Linked DNA regions of Bos taurus: region 2 is linked to region 1. The links are chromatin contacts, called in public Hi-C maps. All regions are on one chromosome and are shown on one strand. Each heading gives the region's core, a stretch centred on a gene start, on an enhancer-like site or on the middle of the called end of the contact. The rest is flanking DNA. Distances are from core to core; before and after follow the strand shown.

Region 1 (6,585 bases), core at 1,806-4,305:
TGAGGTCCTGATAAATTAGGATGACTTGCCCAGGGTAACTAGGTGGTAAGCTGGGAGTAAACTTAACTAGGGAGCCTGATTTGCACACCTCTCCTCACATCCTCTCTTCTCACATCTCATGGGCCCCAAGGAAATCCACTCTGGTTCCCAGCAAAGTGAAGAGTTAAAAACTAGTTCTAAGCTTTCAGTGGATGCCATTTTCCCAGGAATTCATTAGCTTGCAATTTTGTTGGAGATGCCACCAAGAGTACTGCATGGACCACGTTTATTTAAGCAAATGTGCAAATGGTAGATGACTACATATAAGCAGGGATCAGATGTCTATTAGTATTGATAGAGTCAAGAGTCATCTGGCATTAATGGGTGTAGGGAGCACTCAGTGTCTGGTTGGAGTATTCCTCATCAATAGCTTGGTGGTTAATACAGAAAATCTCCACCAACACCCCTCCTTACTCCTGGCCCCATGCCCCCCACCCCATGCCTAATCCTGGATGGTGCATCACTCGAAAGCCGTTGCTAGACCTCCGTTGTAGGACTTGTCACCAGGCTGGACATCCCTCTTGATACTCCAACCAGTATCCTACCCCATCTACACCTGATATCAGCTCAAAGCATAGGGTATCCATTCATCTAGCCTGGGAACCCCGTGTAGCCAAGACCTCCTGATGAAGTCTCTAAAGAAGAGTGTAATTCCCGGGGCAGTTATTTCTAAGGGCTTCCAAGTTGGCACAGTGATAATCTGCCTGCCAATGCAGGAGTTGCAGGTTAGATCCCTGAATCAGAAATATTTCCTGGAGAAGGGAATGGCAACCCACTCCAGTATTCTTACCTGAGAAATCCCCATGGACAAAGGAGCTTGGTGGGCTACAGTCCTTGGGGTCACAAAGAATCAGACACGATTTAGAGACTAGACAACAACAGTTAACTCTGAAGTCTGGTGTAAGGTGTAAAAAAGCTCTCTGGCTTAGGTTGAAACACTCATCAGGTAAAATTTTCCAGGAAGGCACCAGCCTTCAGATCAGAAGACTTGAGGAGACCCACCCTCAAGCAAAAACAAAAACCGATGCTCCTGTGTACTGACAGGCCCTGCAGATTTAGTTACTGGGTGATTTATGGCAAAGGGAGAGTGTTCGATATTTGTTTTCTTTGTAGTCTAAGAGTTCCCAATGCTCTTTAAATTCTGGCATCCTTCCCAGTGGCTCAAGCTGGACGGATTTTACCTTCTTAGTGCATTTTCCTGGTAAACATGGTAAACGGGTAGTTTGGGTTCCTGCGTGCTGCTTGTGCCCGAGAGACGTGTGTTGGTCGGCCCCTGCAGGCTCTGAGAGCCAAGACCCTTGCCCTGCCCTGCCCCAGCTGGGTCTGCCTGATGCCATCGCTGGTTGCTCTTTATCCTGCTGCTTTTGGTGACCCCAAAGATGGAATCATACGTGAGACATCAGCCAAACATATAGAAAGGAAGAATATCATTTGTTCAACCAAGCCATCAGTTGGGAAAGCTATTTTTAGCCACAGATTGCTGAGACTTTCAGACACTTTATATTCAATTCAGACTTCTTTTCAGGTCAAATTTTTTACCAGATTCCTGAACTCGGTTTATCCGTGGAATCCTGTCAGCACCATTTCAATGACGGCTGGTTAAATAGAATGCTTTTGTATTCTTATTTTTAGTTTTTTTTCTTTCATTTTTAATGTTTCTTTGTTTGTTTGTTTTTGATCGTTGTAACATACATATAACATGGGCTTCCCGGGTGGTTCAGTGGTAAAATAATCCACCTGCTAATATGGGTTCGATCCCTGGATTTGGATGATCCGCTAGAGGAGGAAATGGCAACCCACTCCAGTTTATTCTTGCCTGGGAAATCCCATGGACAGAGGAACCTGGCAGGCTACATTCCATGGGGTCACAAAGAGTCAGGCATGACTTAGCTACTAGGCACGCATGCATACGTAAAGTAAAACACTGTTTTAACCTTTTTGAATATCCAGGTCAGTGACCTTGAGTACATTCACATTTTTATGCAACTATCACCATCATCCATCTCCAGAACTCTTTCATCATCTCAAACTGAAACTTGATACCCATGAACACTAACTCCCCACTGCCCATCCCCTCCAGCCCTCAGCAACCTCTATTCCACATTTTTTCTCTATGAATTTAACCACTCTAGGTATTCAAGAGGAGTCAACTAATATTGGTCCCTTTTTGTATTTCTTTCTTTCTTTTTTTTAAGTGACCAAATATTTATTGAGTTCCAGATTTCCCGTAGGTGCCATACATGATGTAGAGGTGGGTGTTAGACCCTCCATTTCTGAGAAGGAACAGAAGCACAGAGAGATGGAGAGATTTGTATACACTCCACATATATGTGACTCAGATGGTAAAGAATCTGCCTGCCAATGCAGGAGTCCCGGGCTTGATCCAGATCCGGGAAGATCCGCTGGAGGAGGGCATGTCAACCCACTCCAGTATTCTTGCCCGGGAAATCCCAAGGACAGAGGAGCCTGGTGGGCTACAGTCCATGGGATCACAAAAGAGTCTGACACAGCTTATCAGCTAAACTACCACACTACCACAAGCCATGTGTGAGCAGGTCAGCCAAGTTGTAACAGGTCTGAAGGCCAGAGAGATGAGTGTCCTTGTAGGATGTTCTGGGGCTATGTTAGCTGAGGGGATCCTGGTGGGGATGAGGTTTTGCAGCTGCCAGTCCCCCTTCAACTCCCCCTTCTTCACCTTGGCTCTCTCCAGATGGTTCCTGTCTAGACATGGGTCTGAGTCTATGGTTTCTTTGGTCTTCCCCTGTTCAGTTGTTTGACCAAAATCTGTTGGAATTCTTAAGCCTTTATTTAAAAGTGCCTGCACATGGTAAAGTAGTCTGTCTCTCCCACTCCAGCCCCCAGTGCTTTCCCGATGGGGAGCAGAGGTGACCCACTGATTGGGTAGCTTCCCAGAGATATTCAATCCACGAGTCCTGTGTGTGTGTGTGTGTGTGTGTGTGTGTGTGTGTGTATGTGGGTGTGTGTGGGTGTGTGGTGTGCATGCGTACCCGTGCCAGGCCCCAGCATGGTGTGTTAATCTAATAGAGTATTACTCATGGCCGTGGTTAAATCAGTACCCAGTGTTCACAATTTCTGTGGCTGTGGAAATGCTATTTTTAGCCAAATCATGTCGTCAACCTGTAATTACATTGGCCTTCTTGTCGAGCTTTTTGATCTTCCTGAATTTAATAGTTTCCTTGCCTGCCTGTTAGTTCACTTAATTTTTGATTGCTCATTCTCCTCCACGTTCAAAAGGAAAATAGGCATGTCCTCTCAAAATGACACAATTCTCAGGACTGGAGTGTTTTCCTTGGAGGTGCCAGACCTGGAGCCGTTCCTTTCTCTCCAGCCCACACGTTGCCCTCCAGGCCTGGGGTCTGGCTGAGTCATCTTTGTTCTTGCTGTTGGGAGCCTCATTCCTCCTGATTTCTAGCTCCTGTCTCTCAGAGCCTAGCTTCCCCTCTTCCTGGTTTACTCCCTCACTCTACATGAAGCCCACCCCCTCCACTTGCTTTCTGGGCTCTTGAATATCTGAAAATGCCATATTTTTTCCTACTCTCACCAAAAGACAGTTTGACCAGATACAGAATGTAAAAGGAAAACAATTTCCTGCTGTCATCTTTTTGCTCCGAGAGTTGTTCTTGAGAAGCATGATGCTGTTCTGATTCACTCATAAATTACCTGCTTTTTCTTTCTCTGGAAGCTTTTGGGGGTCTCCGCTTTATCTTAGATGTGTGACATGTCTAAGGGGCTTGGTGAAGCCCCTTGGTGGGTCTTTTCTCTCTTGCTGTGCTGCCCAGCCTAATGGTCAGGTTTGGAAAGATCCATATCTCCAGTTCTGGGCATTTTCTTGAATCATATCCTCCCCCTCCCCTCTCTGTGTTCTTTCTGGAATTCCTTGCTCAGTCGTCGGGATGTCTAGATTGCTATTCTGCGAGCTGAGCCTTTCCTGCTGTTTCTGCTGGGGAAAGGGAGGAGACGGGGAACCACTTCCCCATCTCGAGTCCCAGCCGCACCCTGCCTTCATCCCGGGAGCCTTTATGTGATGTCTATAAAACTAAATGTAGAATTATTTGTGAAAAACCGTTCCTGTGCTATAGGTAAGATGAATCCGGATTTGGTAATTAATGCAGACACAAATAGTCCTTCTCACCAGATGCTGCTAAACCCTGCCTAAAGCAAATGAGTAAAGACCAAGAGTTTGTTTGTTTTCAGGCAAGGCTTTATTGATTCTTTTTTGTATTTCTTTCTTTTAAAAAAAAATAGAAAGTGACCAAATATTTATGGAGTTTTGTTTTCTGCTCTTCTCCTACTCTGAATTTTCCTTGCTGGCTGGTTGAAGACACGCCTAGACTTTCTGTGCAGTCCGATTCCTGCTGCCCGCGTGTGCCGCTCCATGGTTGTCTGCGCCTGCTGATTTCTCGGGTCCTGGTGGGCTGTGCACCCTTGGCCTGGGTGCAGCCTCACTGGAGCTGTGGCCTGCCTTCCTCTCTGGCTGTCACTTCCCCTCTGGTTCCTGGCTCACTGAGTCTTGGGTCTCATCGTCCACTCTGTTCAGCTCCTCCCTAGGTTTTCCTGCAAGAAAATGATGCGTCTTTCAAGGTGAACTTGTGAAATGAGTGGAAATGCTCCTCTTTTCAGTAGCCATGACCTTGGTTTCCCTTAGAACTACAAAGAAGGCTAGATTGATCAGCATACAGAATCTGCCAGAAGCAGATTCTGTGCACTCTCCAGCCCCTGGTTGTTACCCGCACGAGCAGCACGCCTGCTCCTCTTCCTCGTTCTTCATCCCCTTCTGGTAAACCATGACATCCCAACACATTCTCAGGGAGGGTCCGCTAGCCCCTTATTTGGAGATCTTTGTCCTGTGAGGTCTCTTTCCATCTTCTTCTGGTGACCTCTAGGCACTCTGATGTAAAGCCCCTTCCCTAAAGCTTGGCTTTCCTGGTGGCTCAGACGGTAAAGAATCTGCCTGCGGGAGGCTTGGGTTCAATCCCTGGGTTTGGAAGATTCCCCTGGAGAAGGGAATGGCAACCCACTCCAGTATTCTTGCTTGGAGAATTCCGTGGACAGAGAGGAGCCTGGTGGGCTAGAGTCCATAGGATTGTAAAGAGTTAGACACGACTGAGCGACTAACACTTCCACAAATAAGTTGCATCGAGGAGCAAGCTGCTAGGAAGCCAAGTGGACCTCTCCACGTTTTTCTTTTTTTCCCTTTTTCCTCTATCACAGTCTGCTTGGTTGTGTTTGATGCACAGAGAAGAAACCAGTGCTGTGGGACTAATAAAGGTGTCCTCTTTCGGGGAGCATCTGAGAGTATTTCGGAGTGTTCCGTACTCTCTCATCCCTTCCTGCCCCAGCTAAGAGCAGGTGTCACGTCTGTGGTATACCTCCCTGTTTGTAAACATGTTGAGAAATTGACAAGCAGGACTCTGAACCTTTTGAGCCAAGGCCTCCTGTTTATATCAGATATTTAATAACGTACCGTGTTTACACTGTAATATGAGGAAAACAAAAGGAAGGTGACTGAGAATTAAATAGTATGAACGTGAATGTGTAAATACTGGGCGTGGCCACACCAGGAGAGGTAATAAAGTCCACAGCGACTTGCACCATGCACACGGCCACTGCAGACAGAGAGATGCTTCTGTGATCCTTCAGATGATGACCGAGTCACTGCCAAGTTCAAAACAGGACGAGGAGATACTAGCCTACCATGTTCATGGTCCTGGGCAATGAAATGGATATTAACACCAGGCAAAATACTTTGTGTGTGTACGATGGGGTTAGGTTCCAGTCTCTGAAGGTCCTTTGGGTTGTGGAAAAGTTGCCTCTGACCCGTGAAAGCCATGTTGGCCCCTAGTTATGTGACCATCCAGGACAGTCCCACAGATTTGCAAAATGCCTTGAGAGGTTGTACTCTGCTGTGGAGAACCCCGGTGTAGAGCCTGCCGCAGAAATCCAGTCAAGTGAGCACACAGGCGTTAGGCAGTGTTCTTAGGAGAAACAGAACCAATAGGCTATACACATGTGAAAAGAGAGAGAGCAAAAAAAAATTATTTTAAAGATTGATGTCATTTTAAAGATTTAATGTCACTGTTGCTGTCATTGTTGTTGAAGTCATGTCTGACTTGTGACCCCATGGACTGTAGCCCACGGGGCTGCTCTGTCCATGGGATTTCCCAGGCAAGAATGCTGGAGTGGGTTGACATTTCCTCCTGTAGGGGGTCTTCTCAACCCAGGGATCAGATCCACATCTCCTTCACTGGCAGGTGGAGTCTTTACCACTGAGCCACTAGGGAAACCCCTAATGTAATTGTTGTTGCTCAGTCGCTCAGTCATGTCTGACTCTGTGACCCCATGGACTCTGCAGCACACCAGGCTTCCCTGTCCTTCACTGTCTCCCGGAGTTTGCTCAAACTTATGTCTGTTGAATTGGTGATGCCATCCAACCATCTCATCCTCTGCCGCCCTCTTCTCCTCCTGCCCTCAATCTGTCCCAGCATCAGGTGATTATGGGTGCTGCCCAATCTGAAATCTGTGGAG
Region 2 (6,585 bases), core at 1,877-4,376, 49 kb before region 1:
CCACCCAGAGAGTCTGGCTTAGTGGAGTCAGGTGACCTCTGAGGCTAGGTTTTGAAAGGCTATGCAGCTCCTATCTTGGTCACTGGAAGGAATGGTCACTCTTGGAGCCTAGAGTTTCCTTGTAGGACTTCCAACTACACCTAGGCCATCGTAGGGAAGCCTCATTGAGATGCTCTGATCTGCAGCCCTGGACTTTAGAGTCATTGCAGTGTAAGTACCCGCTATGTGAGGATCAGGGATTGACCAACTTCTGTAAAGGGCCAGATCACGTGGCCTTGTGGCCTCTGATCTCTGTCGCAGCTATTTGACTCTGCTGTGACAGCACAGGAGCAGCCATGAATAACACACACTGCATGGCTGTGTTCCAATAATCCTGATTTGCAAACACAGGCAAGAGGCCCACCAGCTATAGTTTGCTGATCCCTGTTCCAGATGTTTCTAGTCCACAGTCATTGAACCCAATATTTCAGCAGAGATGGAAGAGGTAAGACAACCCATCTTCTTTGTACCCTGTCTAAATCTCTTACCCACACAATCTGTGAATCTAACACAGCAGCTGTGATTTACCCATGCTGTGTCTGGCGTGGTATATCACACAGGAATAGATAACTAGACAGTTTTATACTAGGTAAGCCTACTCATCAACAGTGTATTAAAAAGCAGAGTCATCACTCAGCCAACAAAGGTCCATATAGTCAGAGCTATGGTTTTTCCAGGAGTCATGTATAAATGTGAGAGGTGGACCATAAAGAAGGCTGAGCACCAAAGAATTGATACTTTCAAATTGTGGTGATGGAGAAGACTCTTGAGAGTCCCTTGGACTGTAAGGAGATGAAACCCATCAATCCTAAAGGAAATCAACCCTGAATATTCATTGGAATGATGGATGCTGAAGCTGAAGCTCTAATAGCTTGGCCGCCTGATGTGAAGAGCCAACTCATTGGAAAAGACCCTGATGCTAAGAAAGACTGAAGGCAAGAGGAGAAGAGGGTGGCAGAGGATGAGATGGTTGGATGGCATCACCAACTCAATGGACATAAGTCTGAGCAAACTCCGTGAGATAGTGAAGGACAGGGAAGTCTGGCATGCTGCAGTCCATGGGGTTGCAAAGAGTTAGACCTGGCTTAGCGACTGAACAACAACAAAAGCCTCATCAAGAATGTGAAGCATAGCAAAGACTTGAAGGCGGAGAATTAACTAAGAGGGTGTGAGTTTATCAGAAGAGCATTCCAAGCAGAGGAAACAGTTGGTGCAAAACCCTGGGATGGAAGAGAGTCTGGTGTATATGAGCAGCAGCAAGGACACCGCAGGAGAACAGGGGTCTGCTGAGATGCCCTGGCAACCCTGCACATCTCCATGTAGGTGTGCAGGTGAGGCTTGACTCAATTCTACCCAGGTCTTGGGAAACTGTCCCATGATTCCTCCTGGGGCAGGGGGAGGTGAGGCTGGTGAGCAGAGGTTGGAGGCATTTTCATATCCCTATCTCACAGCCCGCCTGTTTCTCTTCCTTCTCCAGACTTTCAGCTGGGCATGTGAGTGAGTTTCCACCCCTCCTCACCAGGCCCCCCTCCCCGCACCCAACAACACAGCAGCAGTCACCTGTGAAAATCAATGAAACTGCTCGGCTGTACTTTAGAGTTGGCTGCTCATCAGGGAAGCTACCCACTGCTCATGTCCACCCCTCTGGCTGGGTGTCATCCTATGGGACTAGGGATGCCAGTAGCTGACATCATGCTGATTTTGCTGTCAGTTAAGTAACAATGGATCTAAATCCATTTGGACTGGTTGCCTCCTTACAGCCAAATCTAGGCCACTTGACCAGCCCGACTGGGGTCAGGGACTCTGGACCAGAAAGCAGCATAAATGGAAGTGGAGTAAGGAGATGAGGTCAGAGAGGAGAGGGGATCAGGTCATGTATTCCCCTGTAGGCCACAAGGCAGGACTCTGGCTTTCATGCAGAGAGAAAGTGGGAATCACTGTCCGGTTTTTAGCAGAGGAATGACATTATTGATTCATGTTGTCAAAGGATCTCATTAAAATACATTAATTCTAAAGATGTTGCCTTAAAGATAGTATGTGTGCGTGTGTGTGGGTGCATGCTGAGTTGCTTCAGCCGCGTCCGACTCTGTGTGACCCTAAGCGACCCCATGGACTGTAACCTGCCAGGCTTCTCTGTCCATGGGGATTCTCCAGGCAAGAATACAACCCATACAAGGGTGTGGGTTGCCATGCCCGCCTCCGGGAGATCTTCCCCACCCGGGGATCGAACTCATGTCTCTTACCTCTCCTGCACTGGCACCACCGGTATGCGTGCATATCTATATATAAAATGTTAAGTTATCCTTTCAGTTATTAGTACAAGTGGCTGACATTTCTTTCACGGTTAACTTTCTCTGCGACGGCCCTCTTGGCCCCGCCACACTTTTTTCGCTGGGGGGTGGGGGTGGGGGGGCGCCTCTTCCCACTTCGTAGGTGTTCATCGCCCTCCACGAGCATCACCTCTCTTGGACTCCACAAGGGGGCACAGCAAAACGTTCGTCCCGGGAGGCGGTGAGCTCTGAGACTCCAGGACTGCCTCACACCTTCGGCCCGGGAAGGCGCTCGGCCGGGAGCGCAGCCAAGGTGGCCTCTGCCTCTGGGAGAGTTGCTGCCTGGGTTTTATGTCTGCTGAGCCGCGATTGCGGGACTGCCTCAGCCTCCAAGCCACAGGCACCTTGTCTTAAGTCTGCTGGCAGCCTCGGGCACCCTACGCTCCTCCCCAACTTACTCTCTGTCCCTCCTACCTGCACTCGTCGGACATCTGGATCCCCGGGAGGCCGGGGGCACTTTCTCCTCCCCAGACCTCCAATCTCTCCTCCACTTTACGGTCCTCACCTCCCTCCCCTAGCTTTCAACCCCCGCCCCCGCGCCCAGGCTCAACCCCACCCCGCGGCCCGCCCCTCTCCGCCCCTTGGGTCCGGCCCCCTTTCCACCCCCTCCGCCGCCCGCCTCTCCCCGCCGCCTTCCCGCCCCCTCCCCTTCCCCGACTGGCTGGGTCGGCTCAGACTCGGCCCCCCGTCCGCCCCGCTCCGGCTCTCGGCGCCTTCGACCGCGGCTCCGCTCTGCGCCTTCGGAGCGGGTTGCTGGGGTCTCCGGGACTGGGCTGTTTTCGCTCGCTCTAGGCCGGCGACGCGGCAGGTTCCGGACGTCCATCTATCCGTCGGTCCGAAGAGACTTTTCAGACCTGCGATCTCGGTATGGGGCGGGCTGTGCTGCTGTTCCTGCCGTGGCTTTTCCTCTCCGCGCTCTGGACGCGAGGTGAGTGCAAGGGGCTGGGGATTCGCGCCTGGGAGCTCCGAGGAGGGAGCGCGCCAATCGGGGCGCACCCGGCTGCTGGCAAGCTTGCAGACCCCTCCCCGCGCCCCAGAGGGGCCAGGTGCTGAGGTGCAGGGCTCCCGCGTACCCACCGTTCTGGCATCCTGGCTGGGTAGTGGGCGCGTGTCCCGGCGGAGCCGGGGAGGAGTGGGCGCCGAGGGCCCACAGCGACCGCGGAGAGGGAAACCGAGCTCGGCCGGTTGCGCTGCAAGTCCTAAAATTTTCGGCGGAGGGAAATGCGCCACAAAAACTTTTCACTGGAAGTGGCTGTGTGGTTGGACCCCAGTTGCTGGCGGGAGTTCTGGGAGCCGCAGGCAGACCCCATCTCCACTCTGGGGGACTAGAGACCCGCAGGCTGCGGGAGTTGAGGTCGCAGTCCCGGTGCAGCGATGCACCAAGGCCAAAGCGCGATCGGGAGGGACTAGTCGGGCTGCCCCCCCGAACCCCCGGGCCTTCAGGGGCTACTTTAGCAGCGACGCCCTGTGAGTGGGTGGGGGGCCAGAAAAAGAGGACGCGCTGTTTTTACCCCTATTATTGCTGAACAGGATCTAACGTGCTTGGTCAGCGTCTAGGCGTATTACCTCTGCGCTGCTGCTGCTGCTGCTAAGTCACTTCAGTCGTGTCCTACTCTGTGAGACCCCATGGCCTGCAGCCTACCAGGCTCCTCCGTCCATGGGATTTTCCAGGCAAGAGTACTGGAGTGGGGTGCCATTGCCTTCTCCGTCTGCACTGCTAGGCATTCCAACATAAGATACTGGATTGGTAAGTGGAGGCACAGGAAGGCAGGTTTCATGGTTCCATTCTGTATCCGCAGTTTGTTCGGAGGGTCGCTGATTAACGAACGGGTTAGAAGTTTAACCTCTGAAGTATTTCTTAAGGAAGCTGGAAGAAACTTAACCAGGCTTTATGCTGAAGGCAATGGTACCCCACTCCAGTACTCTTGCCTGGAAAATCCCATGGACAGAGCTCCTGGAAGGCTGCAGTCCATGGGGTCGCTGAGGGTCGGACACGACTGAACGACTTCATTTTCACTTTTCACTTTTCATGCATTGGAGAAGGAAATGGCAACCCACTCCAGTGTTCTTGCCTGGAGAATCGCAGGGATGGAGGAGCCTGGTGGGCTGCCGTCTATGGGGTCGCACAGAGTCGGACATGACTGAAGTGACTTAGCAGCAGCAGCAGCATGCTGAATAAACACACATCAAGCATTTTTCCTTAGCTTAAAGGTTTAGCTTTTATATAAACCTATTGTGGTCAAAGGTGTTTTTGAAGAGTACCTGACAACTTCAATTATACTTAAGCAGTTTACTTCAGAATTTTTCCTGTGAGAATTTCATTGGAAAGCTCAGTTGCTCAAATCAGAAATTCTTAAGCAGCTGCAACCTCTTTTTACACATTAAATTACACATACAATTTATAATTTGAGGCAATGTAGCAATTTGAAGCAAACATCCAGAGAGTAAACCAAGCAAAGAATGAAAACAATTCTATTCTTTACCCCAGCCACCCCCCCAAACCCTCAGAAATTCCTCAGCATTTCTGCTAGATCCGTTTTTCATAATCTGTTATATTTTGCTACCAGGGAAGGCTGGCCATAAATAGTCTTGGATGTAGTGAATGTGGTGAAAATTATGGGAAAAGTAACAGAAGCAGTATTTTTGGGGAAGATGTTTTTTAAATGGAGTGTTTTTCTTTTTCTACGTTTTTTAAAGCATTAATAATAATAATAAACCCTCTGTAGCTGATAATTACTTTAAGCAGATAATCTTAAAAGTCTGTTAAAATCCACCCAACTGGAAGAATGAGAAGTTTCTGCAGTTTTTCTTCTCCTACCTTTTGTTTTTTAATCTTGAATTTACCTGTGAGATGTCTGACAGTGCTTCATTTTGTGAAAAGTTCAAAGAATGGGATTCTCACTGGCTGAATGAGAGCGGACCTGTTGGCTCAGATGGTAAAGAATTTGCCCACAGTGTGGGAGAGCTAGGTTCGATCCCCTGGGTCAGGAAGATCCCCTGGAGAAAGGTATGGCTATCCACTCCAGTATTCTTGCCTGAAGAGTTCCATTGACAGAGGAGCATGGCGGGCTGCAGTCCATGTGGCTGCAAAGAGTCGGACATGATTGAGTAACTAACACTTTTCCACACTCAAGGGTGCCGAAGATGGAAATTGGATTCCTTGTCTAGTTTTAGGATTTTCGTACTGCATGTTGTGGCTCTAAGTGGTTTACTCACCAGACAGCAGAGCCAGGAAAGACAGATTATGAATGTGTGCATAGACTCTACACTGTAGGGGAATGGATAATTACAATTTACACATCACTTTAACCCTGAAATCTTCCCTTCTCCTTACCCCCACCCCGTACCCACAAACACCCTCCCACAAAGATAAACACACAGAACTGAAACTGCTGAACCAGGGGCATTTCTGGGCTCTCCAGTCCTTTCTGTTCCGTCTCTGATGGGGGTGCCAATGAGCAACAAATCAGCAAAGGGTAGCTCTAGAGGCCCAGGAGAAGCTGGAGGATGAAAATACAGAAGTGGATCTTGCTATGATTTATGGTGGTATTTGCAGGGCAGCAATGGAGACAGAGACACAGAGAACAGACTTGTGGCCCAGGGCTGGGGGGAGGCCCGAGAGGATGAGATGAATGGACAGAGGAGCATGGAGGCACACACACTACCACATGTGAAACAGAGAGCCAGTGGGAATTTGCTCTATGACTCAGGGAGCTCAAACTGGGGCTCTGTGACAACCTAGAGGGGTGCGATGGGGTGGGAGGGAGGGAGGTTCAAGAGGGAGCAGAGACATGTATACCAGTGGCTAATTCATGTTGATGTATGGCAAAAATCAAACCAATATTGTAAAGCAACTATCCTTCAATTTAAAATAAGTTTTAAAAAATGCAGAAGTGGATAAAATGAAGGCATTACAAGGACCTAACCAGTGATGAGGCTATGCTTGCCCTTAATGAAACCCTTAGAACTAATTGGGCTTTTTTTCTTTTAATCTCACTTTTTTCTTTTTTTCATTACTTATTTGGCTTCATCAAGTCTTAGTTTCGGCATTCGGGATCTTTGTTGCATCACGCAGGATCTTTCGTTGCAGCATATGGACTCTCTAGTTGGGGTCCAGGCTTAGTTGCTGGGAGGCCTGTGGGATCTTAGTTAACTGACCAGGGACCGAACCCAAGTCCCCTGCCTTGCAAGGTGGATATCACTGGACCAGCAGGGA

The links. Hi-C and Micro-C count contacts between places; a contact is called where the count stands out from the background.
Region 2: a Hi-C map of liver shows a contact between it and region 1, with 2.5 times the contacts expected there. The contact joins the promoter of MERTK here to the enhancer-like site in region 1. A contact is called at or near these places in 2 of 11 Hi-C or Micro-C datasets (liver and skeletal muscle).

Annotation. Positions count from the first base shown.
Region 1 is chr11:463,846-470,430 of ARS-UCD2.0, reverse strand. All of the region lies in intron 2 of MERTK (MER proto-oncogene, tyrosine kinase), which reads left to right. Among named protein-coding and RNA genes, the nearest start is that of MERTK, 49 kb to the left of the region's middle. Within about 2 kb of position 3,055, at least 17 of the 102 cell types and tissues checked have an H3K27ac peak or open chromatin away from gene starts, as enhancers often do. A contact at or near this core is called in liver, where this site is marked.
Region 2 is chr11:513,027-519,611 of ARS-UCD2.0, reverse strand. It overlaps MERTK (MER proto-oncogene, tyrosine kinase), which reads left to right and starts at 3,126. Exons shown (of 19, transcript NM_001192024.2): 1 at 3,126-3,297. The coding sequence starts at 3,237.